2 separate regions of the Xenopus tropicalis genome follow, and region 2 is linked to region 1. Evidence: chromatin contacts called from public Hi-C data. All regions are on one chromosome and are shown on one strand. Each heading gives the region's core, a stretch centred on a gene start, on an enhancer-like site or on the middle of the called end of the contact. The rest is flanking DNA. Distances are from core to core; before and after follow the strand shown. Region 1 has its middle 29 kb from the start of sh3bgr. Region 2 holds the start of get1 (guided entry of tail-anchored proteins factor 1).

Region 1 (4,131 bases), core at 850-3,349:
TCTACCCACTAGCCGCAGAGCACCAGATTTTCTTGTGGGTACCCAACCCACTGCAGGACTCTACCCTGAGCCAGCTGGGGAATCCCCCCTCTCACAAGGCATAGGGACTAAGAACTATGACTGCATTATTAGTAGGGTAAGTTGACCCTTTAGGTCCCCCACAGCCTAAAAGGGCATTCTTATTGGCACAGCCCCTCCATGAGAATAGTGATACCAGTGCTATTGACCCCCTACAATCATTTGACTAAAGGTGCCCATACGTGTTAAGATCCGCTCGCTTGGCAAGGTCGCCAAGCGAGCGGATCTTCTCCCGATATCCCCACCTACGGGTGGACGATATCGGGCAAATGTAGGCTAATTCTGGGGCCCTGGGGCCAAACGATCGAATTCTAACGGCGCCAATGGCACAGTCGGTTTGGGGACCGCATCAATGAGCCGATGCGGCCCCTAATCCAACTAAATCTTTTAACCTGCTCCATCGATATCTGACCAATGTCAGGCCAGATATCGGTCGGGCATTGCGGTCGTTTCTGCCCCTACACGGGCCGATAAGCTGTCAAATGGGTCAAAGGGACCCATATCAGCAGCTACAATCGGCCCATGTATGGCCACCTTAACATCGCTATGTAAGGAAACCACTGACACAGTCAGGTATGAATTATTTGGAAAGGCTCACTTCCTGGTTCCTGAGCAATCTGTGTGTGACAGTGCCCCCATCTGCCATAGGCAGCACATTACATATTTACATGGATAAAAGCAAGGTGAAGCTAATGATGCCCAATGAGTCCAGAATGTATGGCATCAAGTGTTTTTGATTGCTGCCGACCGGCAGGATCACAGAAGTCAAAATGACTGTCCCTCCAAAGGTCTTTTACTGATTTTATTGATAGGAAACTGCCATGTCTATGTCAGGCACTATCAGTAGGTAACGACAGCGTCACCATTTCATTTCGATACCCAACTAACAGCATCTCTTGTTAACATGCTATGGAGTTCTATGATGCTCCCTGACAGGGATGGAGAATGTCGATGTGCAGCCTCCACTTCCCCTGCCCCATGGGATCCGATCTCACTCCCAAACCCCGTTTCATGCAATTCTGCAGGGGAAAAAGCACTTTCCCTTTGCCTGTAATGAGTGCACATGTGCTCTATTAAGCAGCCCCTACCCCCTCACCCCTCCTATACAGACAGCCAATAAAACGGGAAAGCAGAAATAATAACCCCCCCCCCAATCGTCTCCTGGATAGAAAGAAAAATAAGCTGAAATCTCAGGGAACTGTACCACCTGGTGCACAGACTGTAGAATTACTGTAATAACAATGTCAATAGCCCAACATCTTATTGTTCCGCAGACCCTTCCCTTTGTGTGCCAGGGGGCAGCAGCTGGCGCGGCGTATCCCAAATTCTCATTTTTATTACTGTCATACGCCGGGGTCTGGTACATATCAGGCAAACCCTACACACAGAAATCATTGTTTACATCTATTTCCCTCCATTTCTATTCCGTGTTGCCAAGTCCGACCCGGCACCATTCTATTGTACCAGGCACCGGGGGCAGTTATAAAAATAAAGGCGTACGTTACCCCCAAGGGTAAAAATATATAAGAAATGAGATGGAAGGGTCATTGTGTTCCTGTAGGAGTGGAATTCTGGGGTGTTTTATGAAGGGATATTCATTTCCCTCCATTTCTATTCCGTGTTGCCAAGTCTGACCCGGCACCATTCTATTGTACCAGGCACCGGGGGCAGTTATAAGAACAAAGGGGTACGTTACCCCAAGGGTAAATAAGAAATGAGAGGAAAGGGTCATTGTGTTCCTGTTGGAGTGGAATTCTGTGGTGTTTTATGAAGGCATGTTCATTTCCCTCCATTTTTGAGTGTGGGGGAGGGTAAAATTACCTGTCTTATTTTTATAATTCTATTTTTTCAACAATAAAATGTTTCTCATCGTAGGCTTTGTTTATTTATACCCCCGGCCAAGACCTGCATGCAAACCACTCCTTTTTTGTCTGTATAAATGAAAAGCCGTTAGCAAACAGCTGGCGAGTTTCAGCGAGGACCTTTCTCCCCCTCCATGTCCCTCTCTGTGTTTGTGTGTCTGTATGGAGCGCTCTAATGAGAGTGATGTAGCGTCTCCTTGCTTTCCCCTGATTGGCGGATCCATTCTGTGTGGCTGTTTCTTGGCTCCGAGCCATCCCTACCTTAAAATGGACGTTTGGAGAAAGAATCCGAGCATGATGATGATCAGGGATGGCAAGCCAGTCACGTACACAAAACAATATTGCCTCTTTAGGTTTTTATTTATTTATTTTTTAGAAATAGCAGTTTTTCTCTAGCAGATTTTATTCCCATTCCTCTGCTAAAGAGATTCAGCCCTTCCCATCTCTAGAGCTGACTGACTGCCCTGGATTTATTGACATGCACCATACACACACATATAGATATATACACAATAACACACACACATACAGATATATACACAATAACACACACACACATACAGATATATACACACACATACAGATATATACACACACACATACAGATATATACACACACACATACAGATATATACACACACATATAGATATATACACAATAACACACACACATACAGATATATACACAATAACACACACATATAGATATATACACAATAACACACACACATATAGATATATACACAATAACACACACACATATAGATATATACACAATAACACCCACACATACAGATATATACACAATAACACCCACACATATAGATATATACACAATAACACCCACACATATAGATATATACACAATAACACACACACATACAGATATATACACAATAACATACAGATATATACACACACATATAGATATATACACAATAACACACACACATACAGATATATACACAATAACACACACACATATAGATATATACACAATAACACACACACATAGGTATATACACAATAACACCCACACATACAGATATATACACAATAACACACACACATACAGATATATACACAATAACACACACATACAGATATATACACAATAACACACACACATACAGATATATACACAATAACACACACACACATACAGATATATACACACAATAACACACACACACATACAGATATATACACACAATAACACACACACATATACACACATACACGCACCAATAACTCTCTTATCCTAATCCCAAAAGCCGCGCTTGAGACGTAATCCCCAACCCAGTATTCCCCTAGTGATCTTTATTTTTTCCCACCATTTTTTTGTTTTTTAATTTAAAAAAATAAAATAAAAAAGTCTAAATATTTGATTAAAAACACAAGTTAGGTACCGCGCACGCAGGACTTAAGGTTCATTTCGAATGCTTTATTGAAATGGCAACTGACGTTTCGGCTGTATTTTTCATGTAATTTCACAAAAAAAATAAAAAGATTCATATTTGATAGTATTTCTAATGTAAAGTTTCCAATACTCTATTATTTGATCTTTTTTTTTTTATTTAAAAAAATGAGCTTAAGAAATAGCTTTGTATTGGAAAGTATTGTTTTGTGACGTTTATATTGAATTATTTTGTGAATATTTTTTTCATGTTTTTGTATTAAAAAAATAGCAGAATATTTAAGTAAATTTATGTAAAGGTTAGAAATATTTATCTGAAATTAGTTTTGCTTATTTTTTTGGATCTGTTTTTGAATCTTAAAAACATGATTAGAAAAGATTAGAATTAGCGATGGGCGAAATAAACCAGGCCTGGATTTGCGGTGAATTTCTGTATTTTCGCCATTGGCGTTTTTTTTCTCGAAATTTGCTGCGTCACAAAAAATGTCACACACATCAAAAAAATACAGCGCATCATTTTAGCTGTTTCGCAAATTTTTTTATATGAATTATCTGGTTTTGACGCGTCATTAAAAAAGAATTCTGGTTCTTCTGTGAGCGAAACTTTCCAAATGGCTGTGAATCTCCTGTGCTTCAAGTCAAAGTTGCTTTAAAGGAGACATATCCTATAAAAATTAAGAATGTACCAGTGAATTATACTCCTCCAGATATAGAAGGAGTGTGCTTAAAAATGTTGTGTTTCAGACTTATTTATTGAGAAATTCCACCAAAACC
Region 2 (4,225 bases), core at 1,707-4,206, 61 kb after region 1:
TGTTCTGCCCCCAATAAGGATTAATTATATCTTAGTTGGGATCAAGTACAGGTACTGTTTTATTATTACAGAGAAAAGGGAATCATTTAACCATGAAATAAACCCAATAGGGCTGTTCTGCCCCAATAAGGGGTAATTATATCTTAGTTGGGATCAAGTACAGGTACTGTTTTATTATTACAGAGAAAAGGGAATCATTTAACCATTAAATAAACCCAATAGGGCTGCTCTGCCCCCAATAAGGGGTAATTATATCTTAGTTGGGATCAAGTACAGGTACTGTTTTATTATTACAGAGAAAAGGGAATCATTTAACCATTAAATAAACCCAATAGGGCTGTTCTGCCCCCAATAAGGGGTAATTATATCTTAGTTGGGATCAAGTCCAGGTACTGTTTTATTATTACAGAGAAAAGGGAATCATTTAACCATGAAATAAACCCAATAGGGCTGTTCTGCCCCAATAAGGGGTAATTATATCTTAGTTGGGATCAAGTACAGGTACTGTTTTATTATTACAGAGAAAAGGGAATCATTTAACCATTAAATAAACCCAATAGGGCTGTTCTGCCCCCAATAAGGGGTAATTATATCTTAGTTGGGATCAAGTACAGGTACTGTTTTATTATTACAGAGAAAAAGGAAATCATTTTTAAAAATTAGAATTATTTGCTTATAATGGAGTCTATGGAAGATATCCTTTCCATAATTCTGAACTTTCTGGATAACGGGTTTCCGGATAAGGCATCCTATACCTGTACAAAACATAAATTTTAAGTTAAATGCAATTTTAAATCAGTGCAAAACATAAATTTTAAATTAACAGATTTTTACTTAATGCATCCTCCACTTTTGCAGCCATCTATCAAGCGGGGTTCAGCACCCAGTACTCGCAAGTAACATTCACATGATGCCATTGGACACAGGTTTGAATGTGCTTAACATACTTTGCTCCATAACCTCGAAATAATAACATTTGTGTAATGCAAATATCCCTTTTTATTTACCGATTCTACCCCCCTGCTTTTTCACCCACAATAGAATGTACATAGCTTATTTTTTTTAAATGTTAAAGAAAAAGTATTTTTTTTTTTTTTTTAAAAAAAAAAAGGGAACTGTCAGTGGAAACAGTTGGCAACCATGAGACATAAAGAGATGACACAATGGTGGCATGGCCGTCTTGTGATGTTTAAAAAAACACTTGGGGACGCACTGGGAGAAAAAAAAAAAAGCTGACAGACAGCAGAACCCTCCATACTTGTTAATGGCAGGATTTCCTAGCATTAGGCTTACCCCTTTCCACTCCTAGCCATTTGCGGAATTAAACTCTACCCTCCCAAGGGGAGATGTTTGTAGAGTGTAAGCTCTTTTGGGCAGGGCTCTCTTCCCCTCCTGTATTGGTTATTAATTGCTTTATTTGTTACTCTGTATGCCCAATGTATGAAACCCACTTATTGTACAGCGCTGCGGGATATGTTGGCGCTTTATAAATAAATGTTAATAATAATAAATGTTTCCCTTCATATAGGGGTTCCCTAATGCGCGTAGCCGATATAAACCTGCAATATAGCAGTGCTTAACGTGAGGGAAGGTTATAATGATGCCACAATAAAGATGGCAGTTGTGACATCGCTATAACAGGCAGCAGATACAATCCCTAGACTATATTCCATATTAAAACCAGCATTCTATGGGGAATTGGGCTGCAGCTTTGCCAATGCTGTGTATTAAAGATCAGGCACCTCTATATTCCTGGAGCACTAGGAGACTTTTTTACTCATTTTCTAACACAACAACCCTGTCCCCCTTCTTCCTTAAGGGTGAAGACACACAGAGCTACTAGTAGCAGCTACTTGTCGTGGCTACTAAAACAGACAATGCTGATCATTTACTGATAACTGTCTATGTGTGTTTTAGCAGAGGCAATTCTCAGTATTGTCTATGGCAGGGGATTTTCTGGCATTTTGTAGCCGTGACAAGTAGCTGCTACTAGTAGCCTAGTCTGTCTTCACCCTAAGGGTGTGGAATACACTGAGCTACTAGTAGCAGCTACTTGTCGTGGCTACTAAAACAGACAATGCTGATCATTTACTGATAACAGTCTCTACGTGTGTTTTAGCAGAGGCAATTCTCAGTATTGTCTATGGCAGGGGATTTTCTGGAGTTTAGTAGCTGTGACAAGTAGCTGCTACTAGTAGCCTAGTCTGTCTTCACCCTAAGGGTGAAGACACACGGAGCTACTAGTAGCAGCTACTTGTTGTGGCTACTAAAACAGACAATGCTGATCATTTACTGATAATTGTCCCTGTGTGTGTTTAGCAGAGGCAATTCTCAGTATTGTCTATGGCAGGGGATTTTCTGGCATGTTGTAGCTGTGACAAGTAGCTGCTACTAAGTAGCTCCATGTGTCTTTGCCCTTAAGGGTGAAGACACACAGAGCGACTAGTAGCAGCTACTAAAATCCCCTGCCATAGACAATACTGAGAATTTCCCCTGCTAAACACACACAGAGACAATTATCAGTAAATGATCAGCATTGTCTGTTTTAGTAGCCGTGACAAGCAGCTGCTACTAGTAGCTCAGTGTATTCCACACCCTTAGGGTGAAGACACTACTAGTAGCAGCTACTTGTCACGGCTACTAAACGCCAGAAAATCCCCTGCCATAGACAATACTGAGAATTGCCTCTGCTAAACACACGTAGAGACAATTATCAGTAAATGATCAGCATTGTCTGTTTTAGTCAAGTAGCTCCGTGTGTCTTCCCCCCTACAGCATATCGTCCCCCTCCCGCGATTCTCGGGCGATCAGTCGCTTACTTACAAGCGAGGAGAAAGAAGGAAGCAGGATTTTACAGAGATTGCACAGAAACACGGCGCTCAGCACTAACAGCCACGCCGCACAGCTCTCCGCCATGTTTCCCAGCAGCTCCCACATCGGCTGCAACAATAGCGATCAGCAAACCCCTCCCCCTTTAGAGGTGGAAAGAATCAAAACATGATATCGCTATAAAGATCTATAGGACAAAGATAGTTTTTTTTTTATTATGGTCGGTACCAATTGGATCTATTGTATCCCCCCCCCCCACACACACACACTCAGCAGCGACGAGATCGGGTTAAAACAGCGATCGCAGGGAACAGCGTGGATAGTGACGTCGCTCCAAGCACGATGCGTCTCAGCCAATCAGCGAGCGCCCTTGTATTTACCACCAGCGATTCAAACAAACGTGAAAAAAAAAAAAAAATCCCAAAGCCGATTTACTACCCCACCGCCGCCACATCCCCCCTTAGGGAGAAAAGGAAGGAGGAGGAGGGGAGGGGGGGGGTGAGTGACAGGCTAACCTACCCAGACAGGTGCCCGTGTTATGGTTTGAAAATCCACTGAGAGCCAATGGAAAGGGGGGACCGGGGTGGGACATACGCTTCCCCTCCCCCCATTCTCTCCAGCCCCCCCAACAGGTTAGAGCGGTGAATAGATAAAGAGGCGGAGGGATCCTATCCGGTTTGAACTAGTTCTCTGGCTCGCATATTAACCGCTTGCAAGCGCTAGGGAGCCGACTAGTCTTTGTGAGTACTCCATCTGCAGGAGGGCTCGCACATAGAAAAAACAAATATATATATAAATAAGTGCAAGCAAGCCAGGGATTTAAGTGTGTAGGCGTCCATTTGCAGAGAAGGCTGCTAAGCGTTCCCGTTGCTTCTGTCTTTGGATTCAAGCGGTGCACACAAGCCCTCAGTGCAGCCATGCCTAAGAGAAAGGTAAGGAGGAGCGCTGCAAGGACGCGGAGGGCTCCCTGCGAATATTAGCGGGAATTGCAAGCGGCAAATGGGTTTATGTCGGACGCGCGTATTCGTCCGCCGTTCGCTTTCTACATGGATATATCCGCGGTGGATAGAAAGTCCGCTTGTGGCGACGCCGAGGCTTTGAAAAAAATGGCGGTGGGATACCTTTTTAGAATGTGGTGCATTTGGAACTTTTCCTACTGGAATTGCAAACGCTTTTACTTTAATGGGGGGGAAAGCAGCCCGCACTATTTTTCTTCGTTTTCCTGAGGGGGTCGCGGTGACTTGCTGAGGGGGGGGGGGTTCCTATTAGGAATGGCGGGCTTCTTCGCTTGGGGAGACGGCGTAGGAGGTTCCGCGTTGATTTTTGTTTTACTTTAAACAACATGGAGGGTTGGAGTTTTAATTATGGAGAATGGCGGGAGGCGGCTGTGGCGGGA

Evidence for each region. A called contact is a pair of places that touch in the nucleus more often than the background predicts.
Region 2: a Hi-C map of brain shows a contact between it and region 1, with 5 times the contacts expected there. The contact joins the promoter of get1 here to the enhancer-like site in region 1. A contact is called at or near these places in 2 of 5 Hi-C or Micro-C datasets (brain and gastrula embryo).

The regions. Positions count from the first base shown.
Region 1 is chr2:11,672,207-11,676,337 of UCB_Xtro_10.0, forward strand. No RefSeq gene overlaps it. Among named protein-coding and RNA genes, the nearest start is that of sh3bgr, 29 kb to the left of the region's middle. Within about 2 kb of position 2,100, at least 4 of the 11 cell types and tissues checked have an H3K27ac peak or open chromatin away from gene starts, as enhancers often do.
Region 2 is chr2:11,732,408-11,736,632 of UCB_Xtro_10.0, forward strand. It overlaps get1 (guided entry of tail-anchored proteins factor 1), which reads right to left and starts at 2,957. Exons shown (of 5, transcript NM_001006891.1): 1 at 2,824-2,957. The coding sequence starts at 2,916. hmgn1 (high mobility group nucleosome binding domain 1) reads left to right here and starts at 3,596. Exons shown (of 6, transcript NM_203732.2): 1 at 3,596-3,761. The coding sequence starts at 3,747.